5 separate regions of the Mus musculus genome follow, and all the other regions are linked to region 1. A link is a contact called in public promoter capture Hi-C data. All regions are on one chromosome and are shown on one strand. The core of a region is the stretch at or near the end of the contact, and the rest is flanking DNA. Distances in the headings are between cores, read along the strand shown.

Evidence for each region. Promoter capture Hi-C pulls out the DNA fragments that hold promoters and counts their contacts. Capture Hi-C pulls out chosen DNA fragments and counts their contacts.
Region 2: a contact with region 1 is called in a promoter capture Hi-C map of pre-B cells, with 3 times the contacts expected there. The contact joins the promoter of Nmt2 here to the promoter of Upf2 in region 1. A contact is called at or near these places in 1 of 39 promoter capture datasets (pre-B cells) and 1 of 484 Hi-C or Micro-C datasets (CD4 T cells).
Region 3: a promoter capture Hi-C map of liver shows a contact between it and region 1, with 6 times the contacts expected there. The contact joins the promoter of Acbd7 here to the promoter of Upf2 in region 1. A contact is called at or near these places in 2 of 39 promoter capture datasets (liver and pre-B cells), 1 of 484 Hi-C or Micro-C datasets (CD4 T cells) and 2 of 9 other capture datasets (adipose tissue and liver).
Region 4: a promoter capture Hi-C map of liver shows a contact between it and region 1, with 2.6 times the contacts expected there. The contact joins the promoter of Meig1 here to the promoter of Upf2 in region 1. A contact is called at or near these places in 4 of 39 promoter capture datasets (the C10 cell line, liver, neutrophils and 1 more), 2 of 484 Hi-C or Micro-C datasets (CD4 T cells and erythroblasts) and 2 of 9 other capture datasets (adipose tissue and liver).
Region 5: a contact with region 1 is called in a promoter capture Hi-C map of liver, with 4 times the contacts expected there. The contact joins the promoter of Fam107b here to the promoter of Upf2 in region 1. A contact is called at or near these places in 2 of 39 promoter capture datasets (liver and pre-B cells) and 1 of 484 Hi-C or Micro-C datasets (B cells).

The regions. Positions count from the first base shown.
Region 1 is chr2:5,950,199-5,952,748 of GRCm38.p6, reverse strand. It overlaps Upf2 (UPF2 regulator of nonsense transcripts homolog (yeast)), which reads right to left and starts at 1,280. Exons shown (of 22, transcript NM_001081132.1): 1 at 1,196-1,280.
Region 2 is chr2:3,282,930-3,285,479 of GRCm38.p6, reverse strand. Nmt2 (N-myristoyltransferase 2) reads right to left here and starts at 1,268. Exons shown (of 14, transcript NM_008708.2): 1 at 1,074-1,268. The coding sequence starts at 1,183.
Region 3 is chr2:3,334,895-3,337,444 of GRCm38.p6, reverse strand. It overlaps Acbd7 (acyl-Coenzyme A binding domain containing 7), which reads right to left and starts at 1,277. Exons shown (of 4, transcript NM_030063.2): 1 at 1,224-1,277. The coding sequence starts at 1,235.
Region 4 is chr2:3,417,842-3,420,391 of GRCm38.p6, reverse strand. Meig1 (meiosis expressed gene 1) reads left to right here and starts at 1,263. Exons shown (of 3, transcript NM_001355207.1): 1 at 1,263-1,421.
Region 5 is chr2:3,712,180-3,714,729 of GRCm38.p6, reverse strand. Fam107b (family with sequence similarity 107, member B) reads right to left here and starts at 1,272. Exons shown (of 4, transcript NM_025626.4): 1 at 1,094-1,272.

The DNA.
Region 1 (2,550 bases), core at 31-2,530:
AGAGAGGACAGAGAACGGAGGTGTCCCCTAATACAGCTATAAGTTTGCTAAGTACCATATGGTCTATGTATGAAATCACAATCAGACTGCTCTGAAAACACTACAGAGTAAGAGAATGCTGGTTTACCTTTCAAGTCTGTGTTTTGAACTCAAAATGTTCTAAAGGTAGAACAGCACAGAGATATCTTCCGGTTTCTGAGTTTATTCTTTTACAAAATCCTTATATATGTACGAGACTTATTCAAATTTTTTCAGAGATTTCACCACAGCTCAAAAGTGGCTTTCCTGACGATCTGTACGACTTTTATGAACCCCTAAAAACTATGACAAATGAGAAGGGTCAGTAACAGTCTTATTTTCATCTAATGTGTCAATCGGTACATTTAAGGTTTTCTAAGAGCAAGGCTATTCGCTTCCATGCGTACCCCCAAACCTGTAAGCAGCCTCTGCTAGGCTTCTCTTTAGTTCAACAGTACTTGCTTGTAAGGGAAGTAATGAAAGCCTTGAGTTCGAGTCGAACAGTCAACCATCCTACCTGATTAAAAGGAAGTAAACCCGAACAGCCCCGTTGCCCCCCATCCGCAGGTCCGCTCCAAGCCTCTTCCCCTGCACACGCATCACCCACAAATCTCCCACAAACCCCCGCTGGGTCTCAGGGTCCCACCATTGACACACTTCCCGTCCACAACTCCTATTCCGTGGGGACATCTAAGCCCCAAGCCTAACTTCTCATCCCACACTCCCTCAGACTGCAGCCTCTCCAGCTCGACTGCCTACTCCACATCTTCCCCGCTCCCTCGTCCACGCTTCCCTCCGGACCGCCGAGCTCGCCCCAAGCCTCTCCTCGCACTCTTCCACGCCCCCGAACACCTTCCCCCTCCACGGCAGGCTCCTCCGCCTCCAGCCCCGACGCTGGGCCCAGGCATGCGGGGCAGACACCTCTTCTATCGCCCCTCACGCCGGCCTCGGCCGGGCCGAGACATCCCCCCCACATTGACCGGAGCCTCCGGGAGAGGGGTCTGAGGAGGACGACGTCCGATCCGCTCGTCCCTCCACTGCTCGCCGCCCCCGGAGAGCTGGAGTGCGGAGTCGCCTCTCGGGTCCCTCGGGGAGCAGGAGTCCGGACCGGTAGCCCTCCGCACCAGCTCGTCCCTATCGTCGGAGTGGAGGGGGAAGGAGGATCCCCGGAACTCACCTAGTGCCTGTTGTCAACATTAGCCCCGGGTTTCCCAGCACCAACTCCAGCGCTCGGGCTCCCCTCCCCTCCCCCCGCCGCTCTCGCAGACGAGGGCCCGCCTTCCCTCCGCTCCCCTCCTCCCTCCGCCCGTCGGCCCGCCCGCCCGCCACTCACCAACGCGGCCGGGCTGCTAGGGGGGCGGGGCGGAGCGCAGAGGGAAAAGGAAAAGGCTGCCCGCACGACTGCCTAGTCCAAATGGACCTTCGTCTCCGGTCCCTCGCTATGTGTTCAATCCCTCGTCTGGGTTAAGAAGTGATCAATCTATACCTAATCTCGAGGATGTGCTTCTCCTTCAGATATTCGTTGAAATTCTCCTATCTGTAAATTTTTATGTACAGGCAATGAATAGGACAACCGCTTCCAGCACCTCCAATCAGGGCCCCAGCAGAGGGGAGGAGTGTTCCAAGGACCGGAGGCGGGAAGTGGATTGGTCGTCAGGAAAGGGAAAGCGCCTGAATTGGAGATGCGCAGGCGCAAGCGATTCACGGCTGGGGGCGGGGGTGGGGGGAGCGAGAATGAGACGGGGCGGAACTCTAAGGAGGCATAGAAGAGTGGTGGGATAGTAGAATTACGGGGCGCTGTCGAGGTCAAGGTTGGTAACTTAGTTCTCCGAAGGTTGCCTGATGCGAACGTGAGGAACGGGTTCAAGAAGGCAAACTTTGATTGGACTAATACCGAAAGGTTGAAGGTTTAAAAAATCGAAAAGCTAAAGAACATGGCTGTTGAGGAAGGTAGAGGTAGAGTAGACTGGTGGGGGAATTTCCAGAACCGGTTTAAGGTGTTGGACATGAAAAACAGCTAAAATAGAGAGCAATCAAGGCTTTTCCCATTTGGAAAATATAGAAAGCCCTCTATTGTAAGTATTATAACTTTCACAGTGGAATGAAATCGCCCCGTTTTTAAAGGGATGGGGTTACGAACTTGAACCAAATTGACTGTGAAGTGCATTATCAGCTGCTCAACCTGTTTTCCCAAGTGGATATAATGTGCTTCTGACCTCCGATTCGTGTTCAGATTGTGGTCTGCTTAGATGTACATATGGTTCTGCTCTGGTTGGCCCATAGCCAAAGGAACAAAGGTGCAAAACAAGTCTGGATTCATCAGTGTTCAAGCCCGTACAATGATCTGCTACCAACCTTAGTGCTTGAGATGTCTTTGCCCCCTTTTTATTCAGCCTTTGCCCATTTGCTTTCTCCCTGCCCACTTCATTATTAGCAAGTAAATTCTCTTTCAAATTGTGCACCTCCTGGGTTAATTTTTTCTTGTTCAAAACAACCAATAGGTCAATCACGTAAAGGGCACCGAAGGAGGGA
Region 2 (2,550 bases), core at 19-2,518, 2.7 Mb after region 1:
CCATCTGTGACTCAGGCTTCCCTATCGTGTTTTTAGGCTGACCCACTTCTCCAGTCACCATGGTTCGCAGAATCTCACTTCTAAGGGGCAGCAGTAACAGTCTGTGCCAGCGCATAGTTTGAATCCAACAGGGTAAAAGGCTGAGGCAAACAGCACCTACAAAGGGACACCGGTCTTTATTTAAAATGATCCTCCAAACCCCGCCTCTAAAACAGAACTTCAATACCAGCCTTAACCAGAAGCAGTCTTTTCTCGAAGAAAAAAAAATCAAGTCTGTAGGGGAGAAAAGAGGGCAGCATAGATTGAGAAACCGATCAAATGTTAAAGTACTTGGTGCATTTGGCTTTGGAGATCAGACACCAGTTTTGCAGGAGGGGCAAGGTCGGGGCCGCGGGAACTCCGTTCACCCGTCAGCTCTGCTCTAGAAAGCTCTGAGGGCACGCTCAGAGGCCGCAAAGCTGAACGCCCTCAGGCGTCGGCTGAGACCTGTCTCCCTCCCCCTCTCCCGGTCTCGGCGCCCCTTTCCCGGCCTGGGAGGCAGAACTTTGCGCAGTTCGTCGCCAGCAGCCGAGACCGCCAGAGGCGCATCCCTATCCCACCCCCACCGCCGGCTCTGCGGGTTTCCTCTCTACAGGGGGTTAGTGGCGGCTGGGGGGGGGGGGCGCGAAAGAACTAGAAGGATGCCAAGGCACAAGTGGAACGACTTGCATCTCCCTCGCCTCGCCGGTCCAAGACGCCGCCACCGCAAAGGGAAGGGCCTTGCGTCCTTGCTAAGTTCCCACCCGAACCACTCGCCGTGGTAGGGTGAGGCCAAGCCAGCGGGGGCGCGCGGCAGGTGACTGTCGCGTCGCGGGTTCCCGGGCCCGAGTCGCAGTCTCCCCGCCCACCTCAGCCCTCGCCCACCACTGCGTGCTCCCCGAGAGCTGGGAGACCTGCACCTCACAATGGTCTCGGGATGAGGACACCGCCAAACGGAGCCTCCGGTCTAGGGGCTCCCGCACGCCACGAGCGGGCGCGGGAGCCCTGAGGTGCGCGCGGTCCCCGCCCTGTCGCGCCCGCGCGCCACCTCCTACCCTTTGGCGTGTTCGGTCTCCTCCTCATTGTCTCCGTCTATTCCGCACGTGTCCTGGTCGTCCAGCTCTAGGCTCTGCTGGCTGGCCGCAGACTCGCTGTCCTCCGCCATCGCGGCGGCTCCGAACGGCTGGGGAGGCGGCGCTCCGAGCAGCAAGCAAGGCGCGACAGGGCGGGCGCGGCCGCAGCTCCCTCTAGTGCCGCCCACCCTCGGGCACCGAGTCTCGAGTCTGCGGCCCCGCCCACCCCCCGGTCACGCCCATCACAGCCGGCCCGGCCCCGCCCACTCCCTTGAGGCTCCCGCCTGTCTATGCAGTCCCGCCCGCCTCAGTCAGGGCGGGCCCCGCCCACATTGCGTGCCTACACCCGCCCACTTCATCAGTTCTCCCACTTAGGCAGTCGAGGCCCCGCCTACCTCGCCTTCCCACTTCCGCCTATTTTAGCGGGTGAAGACCGGCTCCTCTCGTGGTCCCGTTTCCGCCTGGGCTAGCGAGGCTCCGCCCACCTCGCCTTCCGCTTCGGCTCCACTCCGCCAGCACTGCCCCGCCCACCTCGCTCGCCCGCTCGGGCCTCCTCAGCGGGCACGGCCCCGCCCACCTCAGCCAGCAGAAGGGCGAAAGCACGAGGCCGGCCCTTCCTCAGTCTAAAGCTGTGAGGTGGGGCGGTGGGGGAATGGTGGAGCCGGAGCGGGAGCCGGAGGCCGAGGCTTTTGGGCTTGGGGCGTGGCCTGAATGAGGATGCGTTTGTGGCTCCAAGGCTAGACCTGGTCACTGCAGGCTGGATTGCAGGGCTGCGCGGCAGCCTTTGCGACCACTGCCTACAGATTCTATATGTCTGTGTGCCTCAGCGCTCTCGACTTCTGCAGGGATTTTTTTTTTCACTCAGGCCTGCGATTCCCTAAAGCTCTCCCTGCCTCCTCTTCCACATGTTCTTCAAAATTTTCCATTTCACATTTTAGTATCTAATGCTTATCGAGCCAAAGCTCCGCCCTCCCCACCTCCCCGCTGCAAGCAGCCTCAGAGTCCTCAACAGAAAATGACTGGAGTTGGTTTTTGTTTGGTTGACTGGGGTTTTTGTTTGTTTGGTTGGTTTTTTTCTTTTGCTTGCATGTTTTTGTCTAGATGGGTTCGGCTGAGAACAGAATGAACATTTTGTGAAACATGAAGACACCCAGATTAGGGGGATTGGGTCGTTTTAGGCAAGTCTGTCGGCTCTCTCCTAAGTGAAGGTCATGACCTAGACCACCAAGGAAACCTGTATGGGCAGTGTTGAAATCGTCCTCCATCAGGAAACAGGAGAGGAAGAAAGCCAAGCATGGTGGCCCATGCCTGTTATCCCAGCAGTCCTGGATGTAAAAAGTCCCGGAGGTCAAAATGAGGAGTTCTTTGAGGCCAGCATCCACTGCATACAGAGTTCAAGGACATCTTGAGCAACAACAGACTCCTCTCAGGGAAAATAAAGGACTGGGGGATAGAGGAA
Region 3 (2,550 bases), core at 28-2,527, 2.6 Mb after region 1:
AATATAATGCATGTTTTGTTATATTACTACATTGGTAAGAATTTCAAATTGAAATAATACACATATGTTTTAAGAACTTTTCATTTGTAACAATTTATTCTTTAAGCATAAACAAAGTGACTTAAACTTTCAGTGACTGCAATTCCAGTTTTCTTTGATCATACTGATGCTGATATCTAGCAAGTATATATTTTTTAAAACTAGAATCTTATTTTATCGAAATGAAAGAACATTTTCATTACAGCAATAATAGATTTAATACATTCAACACTGATAGTAATAGAAACCCACACCCTGTATCAATTTTAATTATTGAACTAAGGCTAGCCTTCAATGCTGCCCTATTGTCAGGGTGGCATTCATATGCCTTAGCTCATTGTCCCTTCGTGATATTCTTTAACTTTTAAATCCTAAAGATTCCCTTCTCCAATGCTGCTTTAAATGCTGCCCATGGAGGTAGCTCATTTAACTGCCTCTCTCCTCTTTTATTTGCTCTATGTTTATTACGGCATATATGCGGGTGCACATGTACCATGGCATGCATTTGGAGGTCAGGGAACAATTGCAAGGGACACTTCTCTCTCTCTACCATGTGCATTCTGAAGGTTCTGATCTCCAGGCTTGCCAGCAGATAGAACTCGTGCGCGCGCACACCTTTCATTATACACACATAGAAAGAGGGCATTTATATATAAAAGCAACCTATATGTGTTTATCTGAGAAAAGGGCTTCCTGGTTTTTAATTCCTATTTATTCTCTTTTCACTCTTATCAATAAAACAGTAAAGTCAGAGCTTTATAATCTAGCCCTGTTATTCAACAAAACACATCTATGAAAATCTCCCGAGGTCCCCAAGAGCAAGGGGATGTGGAGACCCCAATGGATGTCACTTGCTTCCTGGAGTTGTTAAGAGAGAGAGGTGAAGAAGCCCCCGCCCCCAGGAGCTTGTCAATTCTTCAGATCTGGGTAATTTTCCCAGAGGGCCAAACAGGTTGCTATAGAGATCCTGGGTCCTTGTCAACAGATGGTGAAGTACAATATATTGTGAAATATACTGCCCCACACTGCTTAGGCAGGTGTGGGAGTCACTGCAGGGTCGCAGCAGCAGAAGGCTCCTGGGGGTTACCTGCCCCTGTCCTGTCCCAGGGCTACCACACCTCCTCTCGCCCCATCAGAGCGCTTCGGATAATTGCTTTGGCATGGCCTTCCCAGATCTGGCTTACCTGCAAGGACATAATGATGAGACACGGAATGCTGTGACTCTCCCAGCTCAGAGTGAGAGTCCCCGGGGAGCGGGCTCCGCTGCTTAAAGAGCAGTGCTCCTCCTCCGGTCTCTCCTATTGGTTGCTCTCTGGGCATGGAGGACTAATTGGCCACAGGAGCGGGAGGGAGTGTCTGGGAGGTAACTCAGCCCAGTGTCTCGGAGCTCATTTAATCTCCTCTCTCTTCTTTTACTAAGGCGAACTTGCAGGTGCACGCATGCCTCCGCTGCCTCTCCTCAGTTGAGACTGTGGCTGTTTCCTTCCCTTTTCCTTGCCTCTCCATTCTACCTCTGGGTGTAGCGGTGTTAACTATAGCACTGTATGTGCTGAAGTTCTTCAGAGTTGTTCCTTAACCCAGAGAGAATACACATAACACCTGTCACCTGACCTCAGGGATGGCCGATAGCGTCTCTCGGGAATTCGAGACATGGTGTTGGTTTTGTGCTTACATGACTATACACAAATGTTCTGAACCTTACCAGGCGCCTTTTCTCCTTACTGATCTGATCTATGGAAGGGTGGCACTGCTACCCACTGTTGCCTGGGGTGGCCCGAGTGCTCAAGACACCTCCCATTCATATTGCTGCCCTGGACACAGATGTGGCTATAGACACTCCAATGGCACAGACTCGAAGCCTGTGCTTTGACTTGGTATCTCGTTACTAAAGTCCATTCCCAGTTAAGTGACTTTTAAATGTTGGACTGATTGTAGACATGCAGGAAAGGCCATAATGAAGTGGATATTTTGGACAATTACTATACACTAATTAAAAAACTAAAAATAATCGTTATTAACAGTATGTTTGTAGACTCCACAAAACCACAATAGCATACAATGCTGGGCAAAGCTCAGAATTCCATGCAAGCAAGAAGAATCTAGTGTTCAATTCTTGAACATTTTGTTGACAGACTGTATTGTCAGCTCTAATGCTACGATTTCTGACTCAGACTCTTAAGCTAATGTTATATTGTTGTATCCTTTAAATCCAGCAGTTCAAGAATTAAGACAAAAAGAATACTTTCATAAACCTTCTAAGTTATTAAAATATTTTGAGATATTTATAAAATTAACTATGATCATAAATGGTACATTTATAAACTGTTTATTCACAAACATAACTTATTTACAATGTAAAATAAAAGCTATCATTGAAAAGTAAATTGACCATTTAGTGTATATATAGACTACCAAATGCATAGTAATTTAGGGAACTATGGGAAGCATATATTTGTTAAAAAAAAAAACCTGAACATAAACTGATTAAACATAATCATAAACATAAATTGA
Region 4 (2,550 bases), core at 14-2,513, 2.5 Mb after region 1:
CCCAAGCAGACAGGCTCTTATTGTTCAGTTGTTACATTGTTATGTAAATTGCACAAGGTCTTCTCAGTAAACAGAGTCCAGACTTAAATTCAAGGCCTGTGTTCTGAAGTGCCTTCCTCGTAGCTACCTTGCTTTTCCTGCTCATAGTGGCAGCAGCGGCAATGTGATGGTGAAATATATTTCCTCACTTTGAGCATGCTGCATACACATTTGCATGCTAGGAGCTGTTCGGCTAGGTATGGCTGGTGCAAAGTGACCCAGGATTACCGAGGAAGACAACAAACCTATAAGAGTCATATGGAAATTTCAAGGCTTTACTGACCTTATAAACCTCTGAAGCTTTCGTTGTTTATTTTGTTTGTTTACTGTGAATAAAATAGAAAGCTATTACAGGGTCACAGCCCAAGCCCAAGACTGACATAATCTTACTTAGATTTTAAGTGTCTGGTGCTGACTGTTGTGTGGAGAACAGGCTATGGGGGTGGGGATCAAGGTTGGGAATTAGTGTGGTGGCCAGAGACTGCCAAGAGATGGCTTTTTGGACTTGGGTGGGAGCTATTAAAGCCAACAGGTCTTGCTGATGGATGGAATAATAGAAACAGAGGATTGTAGGTAACAGCTAGTCAAAGAGGAAAATGTGTAAGTAGAGTTTCCTTTGTTTGGATATGGAATATAAACTGTTTAGATAGGTCTAAAGTTCAGAGATACATCTTGGCTAAGGAAATTAGAGAGTTATAGATCCGTTTTTTTTTTTTAAACTTAAAACCTCTTTAGTGTTAAATGACACTTTTAACTAGGACCTTGCTGAATTTGATCTGTAAAAAAATATGGCTTGTGTTTAACAACTAGTTCACAGAATCCCTGCACTGTTAAGTACTGGTTCCGGGGCTTTTCAATGACTTGGCGTTGACCTTTTCCCTTTCACCCTCGATTTATTAGACAATCATCGTGACTCTCGACTCAAAATACGGATCGTTAATCACTTTTCACCGAAATAGGTGATATATTAACTATCCGTTTAGATACTAATGGGAAAAAAATCTATAGATGGTAACGTTTTCATTTAGTGATCCAAGCACACACTTCTATCAGGATTCTGAACCTGTAAAATGTCTATTCTCTCAAACGCTTTCAACAGCGAGCATTAGTGAGCAGCGCCAACCGGGGAATCCCCTCTGCAGAGAACTCTTCGCCCAGCCTGGCCCTTGTGCATGCGCACAAAGACCCAGAAGCGGGGGGCGGGGTCGGAGGAAACTGGGCTTGGCTCGCTCACGTGGACCGGCCGAGCGGCGTCACGGCGTTGCTAGGAGACGCGCCGGTTACACCGGCCGTAACAGTTGGCCCCTGGCTGTCTCAGCTCAAGATCCCGAGTAGAGAACACGAACACCGCTGCGCCCTCCTGCGAGGCCGGCTGAACGAGGGTAATCGCGGATAGCGGGAGCCGTCCCCCCCCTCCCACACACACACACACTGTATGTATGTGTATGTGATGCCAGGGCTCAGATGCTAGTTCAGTTTCTTCCAGCAGATTATACCTTACAAACATCGTGATATATGGGGGGAAGAAAGCGGTTTCTGGCAGACAGCATGCTAGCTGTGAGAACACTCTTACGGGGTGGCTTTACACAAACGTGGCACACCTAGACCAGAAGGGAGTGCTTGACGGTGGGGGGTACTTTCGTCTTTAAAATGAACATCCGTTTTGAGGACTGTGTTCAGAAAACGATGTTCGGACCCAATGTGAGAACTGAGTTCAGAATACAGTCCCAGTATGTTCGTTATCTCGAACAAGGTTTACACGTAGTTAGAGGGATCCTGCCACCTGCTAGGAGCACAAATCATGATATAAGGTGAGGAGATGGGGATTGGAAGATTAGGCATGTTATCTAATTACGGGTTACAAGGCAAAAGCTCCAGCGACAACACGCTGGACTTGGCCACCCATCCCAAATACACCAATTAAGGAGACACACAAAGTGAACAGTAGAGAAAGATGTAATTAACATGGTACACTAGCGAGGGTAATAAGGAAAAAAATCCTGGGGCCCCAGGTTTGTGTTTGGGGGGCTGGTATGAGCGTAAGGGTTAAGTAGAGGAAGAAACTAAACAGGGCATAAAAGGTATTCATAACGGTCTCATTTAAGTTGTGAGTCCAGGTTGTAGTGTCCTTCACCCCTGTGGTGTCAACTCTCATGCTACAAGGCACCTGGTGGAAATCCAAGATTTCTCAAATTCTTGGCCGCCTAGATCTTCAGCTTTGAAGGGTGGTGAGATAGTTTAAATAGACAGACCATGATTGGATGGTTAACATCCCGGTGCAGATAGGCATTCCTCTGACCCAAAGTAAAGGGGTCAGACAAAACCAAGGCGAAGGTACCAGGCTTCAGCCTCCTTTTGGGTTACCTTGTGGGTCTAAATGAAGAGTTTCTGTGTTATGTTTTTGTAGTCGTTTCTAAATGGCTGTTTGAAGGCTTGAGGTAGTAGCTGGCTCCAGCATAGGTGACTACGGTTACATTAGAACTGAATGTCAGGGACCTAAGTACATACATA
Region 5 (2,550 bases), core at 23-2,522, 2.2 Mb after region 1:
ATGTGTGGGTGGTGGCCACATGAGTGACCTATCTTCTGGTTTTTAATTTATCACAAATATATATGATTATTAATTCAAAGTTGTAAAGCCTGAAACTCCAAACACTAAGGAACCGTCCCTAGACAGGCATCTCTGACAGGATTTAGAGCAACTTTAACATGTCCAAATGCTAGTGAGGTAGCATGCCTAGAGAAAGTGTACCTGTTAGCAGGGAGGCTCAAATTCAGAAAGTCAAGCCAAACAGGGCTCCTTCTGTTCCCCTGTTGGCGCCTCCAGTATCACCCCCCATTCTGACTAAGTAACCTCACTTAGCAGTCCTGGACAAAAATCTGAGAAGGGATTGGGATGGCTGGTGTGTGCACTTCATCCTCTCAACAGGAACTCTCTACATTTCAAAGAGAGCTGGGGACGCTTCACTTCCAGCACACATGTCAAAACTTGGCTCTTATACACCAGATTACCTCCCAGTCATCCAGAAATGTTTCAGGAGGCAATCACTGAGTCCCCCAAAAATGTGGGGACTTCTGCGCTGACATCACCCAAACCCCCTGGCTTGACCGGACTCCAAGAGGCACAGCAGAGTCCAACATAGAAAAGTTACTTGCAGACAGGAAACAGTGTCACTACCACCTTTCAAAGCAGCACGACCCCGCCTTTGTCTGCCGGGTAGGAGCCGGCTTCGGGACGCTGACCCTGTCCTGCTGCCGGGACAGGCAAGGCGGGCATCTGGCCCGGGGCGCGCAGCCACTGCAGCCTGGGTCTTAAGGTCTGGGTCTGCAGGGCCGAGGATGCAACAATGAACCAACCAAGCAGCAGCCTGGATTCCCCCCTCTCCAGGGGGCCCCTCCGCCCCGGCGCCCCTCGATCCGGGCCGCCGCCCGGGCCCTGCACCCTAGACCTCCCCAAGCAGCGCAGGGCCACCAGGCTCCCCGCTGCTCGCCTACGCCCGAGGGACCGCATACCCCAGCCCGCCCTGCAGGCCAACGACAGGGTCCCCCAGGCCGGGGTCAGACACCCGTCGCTTTCTCCCGGCGGGCGGCCGCCTTGCAAGCCCCTCGTCTTTGTGTGAGAAGTAAGTGTGGGGCCAGCCTACCTCGCACAAAGGCGCGCTGCTCCCTGGCGCGCTCCGCTGCTGGCGTTGGTACCCGGCACCTTAGCCACCGAGGTGGCGAGAGGGCGGTTCCGACGGCGGTTGCAACGCCGGAGTAAGAAGCCCGTCCGGCTCGGGGCGGCTCTCGCACCCGGCGGCCTCGCGCGTCAGAATTAAGTGGCGGGGCGGGCCGGGGACGGGGCGGGGCCGCTGAGTCATCACTAAGTCACGCCCAACTCCTAGGCCACGCCCCCGAACGGCCGACCACGCCCCCCGAGCTTTCAGCCTTGCTTTGCCCTAGTGGACTCAGATGAGAGCTCTGGATCCTTGGTCATGTGGCAGGGGCCTCTGTTGTGCGGGTTTACTTTCCTTTGCTTGGGTGCCCAGGAAAGGACCAGGAAGGTGGAAGGAAAAGTTGTCACCTGTCTAATGGAAGGTGTCAGCTGCAAGTTCACGGGGCCCACAATTTAAAATTCATTATGCATCTGCTTTTGAGTTTATTTCTCATCTTTCTGTCTCTCCTTTGTATATGTGTTTCTCTCTGTCTGTCCCTCTCATGCTCTGTCTCTCTGTTTGTCCTTCTCTTGCTCTCTCTGTTTCTCTTTCTGTTTGTCCTTTCTGTCTCTCTGTGTCTTATGTCTTTATGTATCTGTAGCTCTCTTACTGTGTGTCTATGTCTCTATGTTACTGTGTATCTCTTATTGTATCTCTGTGTTCTCTCTCCTTTTTGTTCTCCCCCACCCCTTTCTCTTCGGTCTGTTGAAACCCTGCCAAATATTTTTTTTGGAAGAAAATCAAAAAAGGAGTTTGTTATAATTACATAAAGTCACAGTCAACTGAAGGCTCAGAACCCACTGACCTGGGCTTTCCTCTCCACCCTCACCAAAGGGCAGATGGAGAATTTAGATCAAGGAAGGACTGATCTGATCTTTAAAAAAAAAAAATCTAATTTCATTCTCTAGCTCTCCTGAATTGTTTCCCTGCCCTACCCAAAATTCCAAGGGTGCCATTTACATGAATCACGAGTTCAGCCATTTACATGAATCACGAGTTCAAAAGCAGGCCCTGTCTCAGGGTGAGAACAAGGCCAGCAGGTTGATGGATTCCATACCAAAGCCTTTTCATTTTCTTGGCAACAGATGACTAAGGATTTATTTATTAGGAAACTTTTCTGACTCAAAGAGCTTAGGTCATATTTGCACAGGGGGAAAAATGCTGTCAGTGGATTTCAATGAGCAAATTACCTATTCCAAATGTTTCAGTCTTACAGAGTCCTCTTAGCCAGCTCCTGGGCATCCTCCCAATCCAGGAGCAATAGACACACTCACCCCAGGATTCACATTACTTCACATTAGTCTAAAATACAGCACGTAATAGTGATAACTTTGCAATATTCCTTTGCCGCTTTCTCATAGAGGTAAGCCAACAATAATTTCCTCAGAGCCTTCCCAGTCCCAGGG